Linked DNA regions of Mus musculus: region 1 is linked to region 2. Evidence: chromatin contacts called from public targeted proximity ligation data. All regions are on one chromosome and are shown on one strand. The core of a region is the stretch at or near the end of the contact, and the rest is flanking DNA. Distances in the headings are between cores, read along the strand shown.

Evidence for each region.
Region 1: a contact with region 2 is called in a targeted proximity ligation map of the HPC-7 cell line, with 9 times the contacts expected there. A contact is called at or near these places in 17 of 39 promoter capture datasets (the 3T3-L1 cell line, the C10 cell line, the HPC-7 cell line and 11 more), 44 of 484 Hi-C or Micro-C datasets (the 63-12 cell line, B cells, the Ba/F3 cell line and 23 more), 12 of 130 datasets of targeted methods (the HPC-7 cell line, bone marrow-derived dendritic cells, embryonic fibroblasts and 6 more) and 5 of 9 other capture datasets (adipose tissue, embryonic stem cells, liver and 2 more).

Annotation. Positions count from the first base shown.
Region 1 is chr19:5,347,461-5,352,110 of GRCm38.p6, reverse strand. It overlaps Cst6 (cystatin E/M), which reads left to right and starts at 2,537. Exons shown (of 3, transcript NM_028623.5): 1 at 2,537-3,016; 2 at 3,589-3,714; 3 at 4,062-4,650. The coding sequence starts at 2,777. The coding sequence ends at 4,145.
Region 2 is chr19:5,176,708-5,181,324 of GRCm38.p6, reverse strand. The region is part of intron 1 of Pacs1 (phosphofurin acidic cluster sorting protein 1); the gene reads left to right. Among named protein-coding and RNA genes, the nearest start is that of Gm30840, 54 kb to the right of the region's middle.

The DNA.
Region 1 (4,650 bases), core at 1,288-3,787, 170 kb before region 2:
ACGTGGCTGTAACTGAATCCCATGACAGGTGAGCTCAGAGCTGGGGAGGCTTCCTGGCCCCTTGGTTTTGCTTCACTCCCGAGTCCCTTGTGAGCTGTCTTGTTTCTTGTTCTACCCCCTTCCCAGGGTCCCCAACTCAGGGTTTCCAACTCAGGGACCCTGCCTGGTTTAGATCAAGATTGGTGTAGTTATCTTCTAAATTGGTGTCTATGGGCCTGCACCAAACTTGTGGTCTTAAGGTAGTAGTTCTTTGTCTTTGTTTTGGGGGGGGGGAGGGGAGGCTGAGGGGACAACAAAGTCTCATAAGACTCACTATGTATCCTTGGTCTGGGACTCACTATGAACACCAGGCTAGTCTTGAACTCACAGAGCTCTGCCTGCCTCTGCTGCCGAGTGCTGGAATCACAGGTGGGATCCCCTGGGCCTGGCAGTTTGTCTTTCATAGCTGGGCTGTTGGGTGGAGCAAGCTCGTAGCTGGATGGGGAGCGATCACACTCGGGGTCCAGAATCAGTGCGTCACGAGCCTGGCATGCTCAAAGGTCTAGAACTGGAGGAAGAATGTTCCCGGTGCCTGCCTGTAATAGTCACCACAGCGGAGCAATGGCTTCTCAAGTTCTAATCGTCTGCTAGGTGCTGAAAGCAGCCTCTTCTTTCAAGTTCCATTTAGGACCCTCAGGGAGGGCCCGTGAGATGGCCCTCAGTGGTAAAGACGCGTGCTGCCAAGGCTGAAGACCTGGGTTCAAACTTCAGAACCCCCTGGTGGAAAGAGAAAACCAGTTCTGGGAAACTGCGTGTGCACGCTATGGCACGCACACCTCTCTCACCTTCTGCGTGTGCACGCTATGGCACGCACACACACGCACCTCTCCCATGCTGAGGCATGAACATTTCTCTTAAAAAAAAGTAATAAAAAATAGATAAGTAAAGTGGGGAAAAAAAAAAGAAAAGAGGGAAAGTGGCTTTGAGCTAGTCAGAAAACATGAAATAAGATGCCCGGGGAAGGAAACTTTGCCAGGGCAGCCCACGTGCAGCTGCCATGGGGTGGCTGATCTGCTCCTACCCCACTGGATGTCCAGTGTCCTTAGGGATGAGAGTGTGGAACTGTCATTGTCAGTCAGAAGAACAGCTTTAGGAAAAAAGACTTGTCATCCTATTTCCCGTAGGACACCCAGGCCCTGAGTGACTATCCAAAGCCTCCCAGTTAGAAAGATGGCACCTGGCGTGACTCACCCCTCTTCGGAGGCAAGTCTTTCTTTTCAAACTCAGCCTGAGCTAAGAACATAGACAAGAACTTGACCTGGTAGCACAGGCTTGTAATCCCTGCCAGGAGGCTGAAGCTGGGAAGCCACAGACTCAAGGCCTGCAGTCTACAGAGCAAGGGCTTCACGGTCAGCCTGGGTGATCAACAAGTCCCTATCTAGAGATAAGGAGTAAAACGAGGGCTGCATGCCGGGCATGGTGGCGCATGCCTTTAATCCCAGCACTTGGGAGGCAGAGGCAGGCAGATCTCTGAGTACGAGGCCAGCCTGGTCTACATACAGAGTGAGTTCCAGGACAGCCAGGGATACATAGAGAAACCCTGTCTTGAAAACAAAACAAACAAACAAACAAACAAACAAAAAAAACGAGGGCTGCAGGTGAAGTGTTTGCCCAGCATGCATAAGACCCTAGGTTCAAGCCCAGCAAAATGAAATGAGGCTAGGGATATTAGTTGGTAGAGTGCTTGTCTCTAGCACACATGAAGCCCTGCATTCTGTTCTCAGCACCAAATAAAATATGATGGTAATGCTAGCACTTGGAAGGGAGAAGCAGGGAGATCAGGAGTTCAAAGTCATCCTGAGCTATGAAATTCAAGGTCAGCCAGGGACACACAAGATCTTATTTTATAGCACACACACACACACACACACACACGACTTAGGCTCTTCAGTATACTTACTTACTAGGGACCAGTTGAAATCGTTGCACATATTACTTCTCCCTTCTGTGCCATGGCGTCCCACCTCTGCAAAGTGAAAGGGTCAGCCAACCGGGTCCACCATGGCTGTGAGGGACAGTAGTGCCGGCTTGAGTAGTAAGGACTCCTACCCACCCACCGTTTGTTTGCATGGCACCCGGCCTCTCTTAGGCTCTTTACCTGTGTCAGTTCATCGATCCTTATAGCATTTATTTTTCAGAAGAAGAAATGCAGGCTGGGAGTTATAATTTCTCTAAAAATGGCACGATAAGAAAATGGTGGCAATGCCGGATGATAGTGGTGCACACCTTTAATCCCAGCACTCGGGAGGCAGAGGCAGGTGATTTCTGAGTTCGAGACCAGTCTGGTCTACAAAGTGAGTTCCAGGACAGCCAGAGCTACACAGAGAAACCCTGTCTCGAAACAAACAAACAAACAAGAAAGAAAGAGAGAGAGAAAGAAAGAAAGAAAGAAAGAAAGAAAGAAAGAGAAAAGGAAATGATAAAATGATAGCAGTAAGAATGTAACCATATAATTGCTTTTGGCAACTCAAACGTCAGGGCCCTGGTATGAACTGTTCTCTCCCTCCTGGGAGATAGGAATGATAGGCCAGCATCTCTACACGTAGAGGTTCTGGGACCTGTGTGCCATCTCTGGTTCTTACACTGCGTAGGTAGGGGAGGTGCACCCGCCTCCAGGCACCTGCAAGCTGGTCCAGGCTTGCTAAGGAAACAAGCAGGCGTTGGGCGGGGCCGGGAGGGGCCCGCGAAGGCTGTAAAAGCCGCGCAGGATGGAAGTCCAGACACTGAATCCGCGGCTATGGAGCGTCCTCACTTCCCGCTGGCGATGGGCCTTGGCCTGCTCGCATTCTGCCTCCTGACCCTGTCACCTGACGCCCGCGCCGAGCTGCGGAGCCGCAGGACCGGAGAACGCCAGAACTTGTCACCCACCGACCCGCGGGTGCAAAAGGCCGCACAGGCAGCTGTGGCCAGCTACAATATGGGCAGCGACAGCCTCTACTACTTCCGAGACACCAAAGTCATCGATGCAAAATATCAGGTGCGGTGGCTGGGACAGAGGTTGTGGGACAGGTTATGGAACAGAGTGGCTGTGGAGAGGGACAATTTGGAGAGGGACAGGGACAGGGGGACCGAGGACAGGTGACAGGAGACAGGAGATAAACAGAGAGCTGCTTAGCTTGCTACCAAACACAAGGGGGCACTAAAACCAACCATAACCCCCAGACCTTTCTATGAAATACTTCAAAACAAAACAGATTAGTAAAGTCCTCTGGAAGCAGCGCTATCTAACTATCAAAGAAATGCAGGATGCAGCCTCCTTTGGCATAACTAACCTCACTTCCCCAACCTGCCAGGTGGAGTGGAAGGGCCCAGTGTAGGTGCCACATACCATTCACCTTTACAGTCTAGCCGCAGACAGGAGCTCTCCAGCTTCTTGCCCAGCCTAGGGCTCTGCTCACACACAGAAGTTCCTGCCTCCACTCCAGGTCTGAATATGTAGGTCAGAGGGTTGCATTTGCCTGGGAGAGTGGAGACTCTTAGAGGGAGGGAAAGCATAGACACACAGGTTGGACTCCCAGGCATCTCTCACCTGCCCTGTTTGGTTCCCAGCTGGTGGCTGGCATCAAGTACTACCTGACTTTGGACATAGAAAGCACAGAGTGCCGAAAGACCAGAGTCTCTGGAGAACACATGGACCTCACCACCTGCCCTCTGGCTGCAGGGGGGCAGCAGGAGGTAACAGCACCGACCCCATCCCAACCCCATGCAGGGTCTGAGGCCCTTAGCTTGTCTATCCTGACCAGTCTATCTGGTCAGGCAGAAGCCTGGCTCCACCTGTTCGCTTTGGCTCTTGTATGACTCAGGCCAGGGTGGAGTGCAGAAGAGAGACTGGGGATTCCTCGTGGGGTAGGAGTTGCCTGAGATAAACCTGGGAGCATCTCCTGCCTTCTGATTCCATGTTTTGGGACCACTCATGGTCTGTCCCCGGCTCCAGAGAGACGTGGCCGTCAGGGGGGCTGACTTCTGGGAGGAGGAGGTTGCTGCCAACCTCACCCTCCTTGTCCTCTGTGCTTCCCTCTCAGAAACTGCGTTGCAACTTTGAGCTCCTTGAAGTCCCCTGGAAGAACACTACTCAGCTTCTAAAGCATGACTGCGTGCAGGTGTGACCGGCCCCAGGGTGACAGAGTCAGGGCCCCATGGGAACAAGCATGGTGGAGGCGCCTCAGGGCCACGGGCCACGTCTGTTGCAATAAATCTGCAGCTCTGCTTCTTGCACTGCTTTCTCCTGTGTGTTTCACTCACCCTGACCCTCACTCTGCTCCCAGTGACTCTCAGAACCCCACAGCTGACTGGGCACCATGTCCTTACCCTCCAGGGGAGCCCCTACTGATCCCTCTGAGGCAGTACTGAGGGTAGGGTCCTCAGAGGAAGCCCCTCTTCCAGACATTTTCAGTGGTCTCAGAGGAGGAAAGAAAGACACAGAAGATGGATACCGGAGACTAGCTACAGTAGGGATGTCTGTGTGAGCCAGTCCAGCCTCTCTCCCAGGGTTCATGCTGGGACTCCGAGGAGGAGGGTGTCAAAACCTGGGGTCAGGAGGGTCGCAAAGCCTGATGGCTCAGACCAGTGAGTTTTTTAGTGACACAGCTCTTGTTATTGCCCTCAAATGGT
Region 2 (4,617 bases), core at 1,240-3,739:
TAGTTAGTAGTACAGCCATCAAGGGTTTGTTGCAGGGAACACACACACACACACATATACACAAGGTTCACTTGGCCTGTAGAAGGGGTAGCTTTATAAAGGTACTACAAACTGAATATGGTAGCAAACACCTGGACTCCCACCCAGCTCCTGGGAAGCTAAGGCTGGGAGTTGCAAATTCTAGGCCAACCTAGGATGAATCATCAAACCCTGTCTCAAATAACCCAGCTAGAATAAAGAAAGGAAACAAAAATAATAATAATTATTATTATCATCATCATCATCACTATTAGCCCAAAAGAGGTTGCAATTGGACTAGATGGACTCTTCTTGGTTCTATAACTAATTAGAAAATGGTTTCATCTAAGAAATTAGGAAAAAGTAAACAAACTCACCTTTTAAACCTCAAGTAGGGGCTGGACAGATGGCACCGACTGCTCTTCCGAAGGTCCTGAGTTCAAATCCCAGCAACCACATGGTGGCTCACAACCATCTGTAACAAGATCTGACGCCCTCTTCTGGGGTGTCTGAAGACCGCTACAGTGTACTTACATATAATAAATAAATAAATCTTAAAAAAAACAACCCTCAAGTAAAAGGGCTGGTGAGATGGTAGCTAAGCAGGTGAAGACAGTTGCCACCAAGCCTGAACACGTCAGGTCAGTCACGGTGATGACCACATAGTAGGAGAGAACAATTCTAATTCTTGCAGAACGCCTTCTGACTTAGAGTGTGCCATGGCACACTGTGCCCCCACACAAAGACGTCTTAAGAATCTAAATTGCTTAGCTTTATTTTATTTTATTTTATGTGCATAAATATTTGACCTGCATGTTTGGGCCATGGCCAGCAGAGAAACATCTGACTGAGGTAAGCAGGAAACCCGGTTCAGTGGCTCAGTAGCTGATGTTGGTTCAGACTTCTGGAGTCTGACATTATTATATTTTAGACATTTAAGTATAGTACAGTTTTGTCTCATGTGCACAGTAAAGCTTTAAGGTATGACTACGTTGAAACTTTTTTGCATAGTACATGTGACCTCTTCCATAAAGATGGGTTCTATAGCTTAAGGCCTAGGGGAGTATCAGGTGTGGTCTCACTCATACAGAAATTGTAGAGGTCACCAAACTACAAAGTACATGTGACTTCTCCCCCTAGGTTCTATTGACTGAGAAACAATGGTCAAGTTAAAGGTCTAGGGAGGAAGAGTTTGGGATAAACATAGTAGTCTGGGTAATTCAGGTGTGGCCTGGCCCCTGCAGATAGCATAGATCACCAGGATATTAACAACACTCACTGCTAGCATTCTGTGTGGAAAACAAGTATTTATCCCTTCTGTTCAAGAGACAATCCTATGTGTTTAACATTCTTCGTTTCCCTAGTGCTTATCTGAAACCACAAGAACCTTGTGCCCTCTACACATGTATGCTATGTGTACCGTGTTCAAGCCTGGTGCCTGCAGAGGTCTGAAAAGGTGTTGGATCCCCTAGAAGGAGTTATCCATGGTTGAGACCACCAAGTCAGTACTGAGAAATCAGATTCAGTTCCTGCAAGAGCCAGTACTCTTAGCCATTGAACTATCTCTCCAGCCCTAAAAAGTATTTTCAAGATTTGTTTTCTATTTAATTATGTATATGCCACTGTAAGTGCCAGGGAAGGCGAGCGGTATCATAACCTCTGGAGCTGAAGTTACAAGGGAATGTAAGCTGCCCAACATGGGTGCTGGTAAACAGACTCTGGGCCTCTGCAAGAGTAGTATGTATTCTTAACCATTGAGCCGTCTCTCTAGACCCCTTATTTTATTATTGTTTGATGGTTGGTTGGTTGGTTGGTTTGTTTGTTTGTTTTGAAATAGGGTGTCTAAGTAGCCTTGGCTGTCCTGAAACTCACTATATTGGCCACACTGGCCTTGAATTCACCTGCCTCTGCCTCTTGATTGCTAGAATTAAAGCCACCACTATACTTTGCTCATAATTTTATTTTTTAAAGCTATCTTTTACATTGCTGGGTCAATCAGAGTCCCTCAACCCGAGGGAGAAATCAGGGTCCCAGTATTCAGGTGGGCAAGGAGTCAGCAAGTTACAAACAGGCACAAACACAAGAGAGTGTTGGATCTGAATGTAATTTCTCAAAGCAAGCATCAGACTTATATTACAGAAGAAAATTAGGAAGTTAGGTGACACGTCAGCTAAGGTACACTGAGGTTACTCGATGCATAATGACTCTTTACACAAAACACAAAAATGTGTACATAAAGACTGGCAGGAACCAGGCAATGTAACAACTGGGAGTCAGCCCTATCTAAGGTCAGCCATATTCTTAGAAGCTGGGTGTGAGGTCTTTACACCCCCGGGGCAAGGGCTCTCACGCCCAAGCCATAGTTCTAATTCTAATTGATTGTGTAACCCACCACCAGCCGGCTCCTAGTAAGTAGCTAGCTGTGCTATTCTTCTGGGCTTGTGAAAGTGTGCACTCGGGAGGGCTCCACTCTTGCTAACCTTTTCATAAGTAATGCAATACTCTAGTTCCTCCTAACCACAGCCCAGGCTTCTTCCGAAACCATTGTAAATTCTTGTATATGGGAGTGACTCAGCTGTTATTCTAAGTGTTTTGTGAGGGACCTCCATTTACCAGAGGAGCCCACAAACTTTCCTCTATTAGGTAATGTAGTCTGCCATACATGACTATAATAAGAATTCTAAACTTACTTTGTTAAACTTGCCCTGAAATCTCCAACTCTATCTAGTAGATTGCAATGTGTGATTTCTTTCACTATCTCTCTTTCAACACTGGAGGCATTTCATCTGAATAAGTAATGTTTTTACAAAATTCCAAGCTCAGGGTCTGCTCAAAGACTGCCTAGGACATTGGGACACGAGTGAAAGCCAGGAAGCAATGTTCAATCTAACTTAGCTATTTGTCAAATCATTCCTTGGGGGCACCTATAATAAAACAATACTAAAGGAAAGCACACAGAACCCTTCACCAACTATTTCAAGGACAAATCTGAAATACATCTGTGTTATGGGACGCCAAAGACTCCAGGAGACCAGTTTCCATGAAACTTTTTGCCTCAGGACTGCAGCCAGCTTTTGGACTTGTCACGCAGACTCCACTGGAGTGGGTGTGGCAATTGTCCATTAAAGAATGAGTAAATAAATAACTACAAATGATACTATTGGATAAGGGTTATTTTATATTATTAGGGAGAGGGTTGACTGTAGTTCTTCCTTGATAGTGATTATTAGTAGAGCCTGACCTGCTATTGTTTTTCCCCCAGTGTCTCTGCCAGCCCCAGTATTAAATTACTTTTAGGCCTGCTAGCTTATTTTCATATTGTCTGTAAGTCTGCTTATACAAAGCTAGCTGATTAAGTAGGTCTAAAATGTGTACCTCATGTGTTAGGGGCCCCATAGTAGACCTGAAGGTGCTCGTCCAGAGGGTTTTTTTTAAATGTTTATAATTATTTATTCTTTGAGAATTTCATACATGTATACAATGTATTTTTATCTTATCTAACTCTTACCTAACTCTCCTATTCCACTCCTGCTAGGCTTCCCAACACCCCCCACCCCCCCACACACACAGACCTTATCTTCTCCCCCCTCCTTCATTATAACCATTGAGTCCAATTAGTTCCACCCATATGTGCATGACGTGTCTGGGAATTTTTGTTTTCAAGGTCTTAAAATAGCTGTGGTGTGAAACCACAGGGGAGAAAGATGTCCCCCTCCACTCTGTAGTTCTTATGTGCACCCTTTGGCTGATGCTAAGACTCTTAAGGAATGAGAGGAAATCATACTTGTTTCATTAATTTCATATGTACAGTGGAAATCTTCAGAAGACAGTGATATATAAAGAAATAACCAAAGCATGATGCTTTTTACATTTCAAAAGAGTAGTTAATCTCTGAGTGAGAAAGGACAGATGAGAATCAGGATCAGGGCAGTAAACTCTAGGTTTGCCAGGAAAGATGTACTCAGTCAAGGAGTGAAGTTAGTGTGAAATGGGGGTCACTTTAGAGCTGTCGGTGCAGGCTCATGGCAGCCCTAGGTTATCAGTCTCTGGTGATGAAGGTCAGCTCTCCCAGAACAATCCTTTGTAGTTTCATGCATAGAGGCAGAAGCAAACCGCCCCCTCGGGTGAATGCAGCTTGAGGTCGTCAGTTCCCAGTTCCTAGGTTGTGCTTCCTTAACTCCTCCTGATGGATTCAGAACCCCGTATCTTCAAACAGGAAAGGCTTTCTCCTGAGTGAGGCTTTGTTAGGCATGTGTAAGGATTCTGCTGTCATTCCTATTCCTACCATTATCCCAGCAGCTCTCTATGTGTCTAGAGAAGTTCAGGTTTTACCTTGGTCCAGAATGTGTAGAAAGATCAGAGAAAAATGGAATTGTCTCTCAATAAGCAAGCAACCTGGCTATTAAAATAATTTTAAATGTGCCACTTAAAGATAGTCGAAATTTATTGCAGTCTACAGCGGGACCTCCTTTTGAAATTTTTAACTTTCTTGATGAAGAAAACCGTCTTAAATTCAAATTACTCCAGTTTCTCGTTTTATTTGTTCAGACAGTAAGGATCTGCACAGTTGGATTCTTAGGGAGGGAAGTAAGGAGAGAG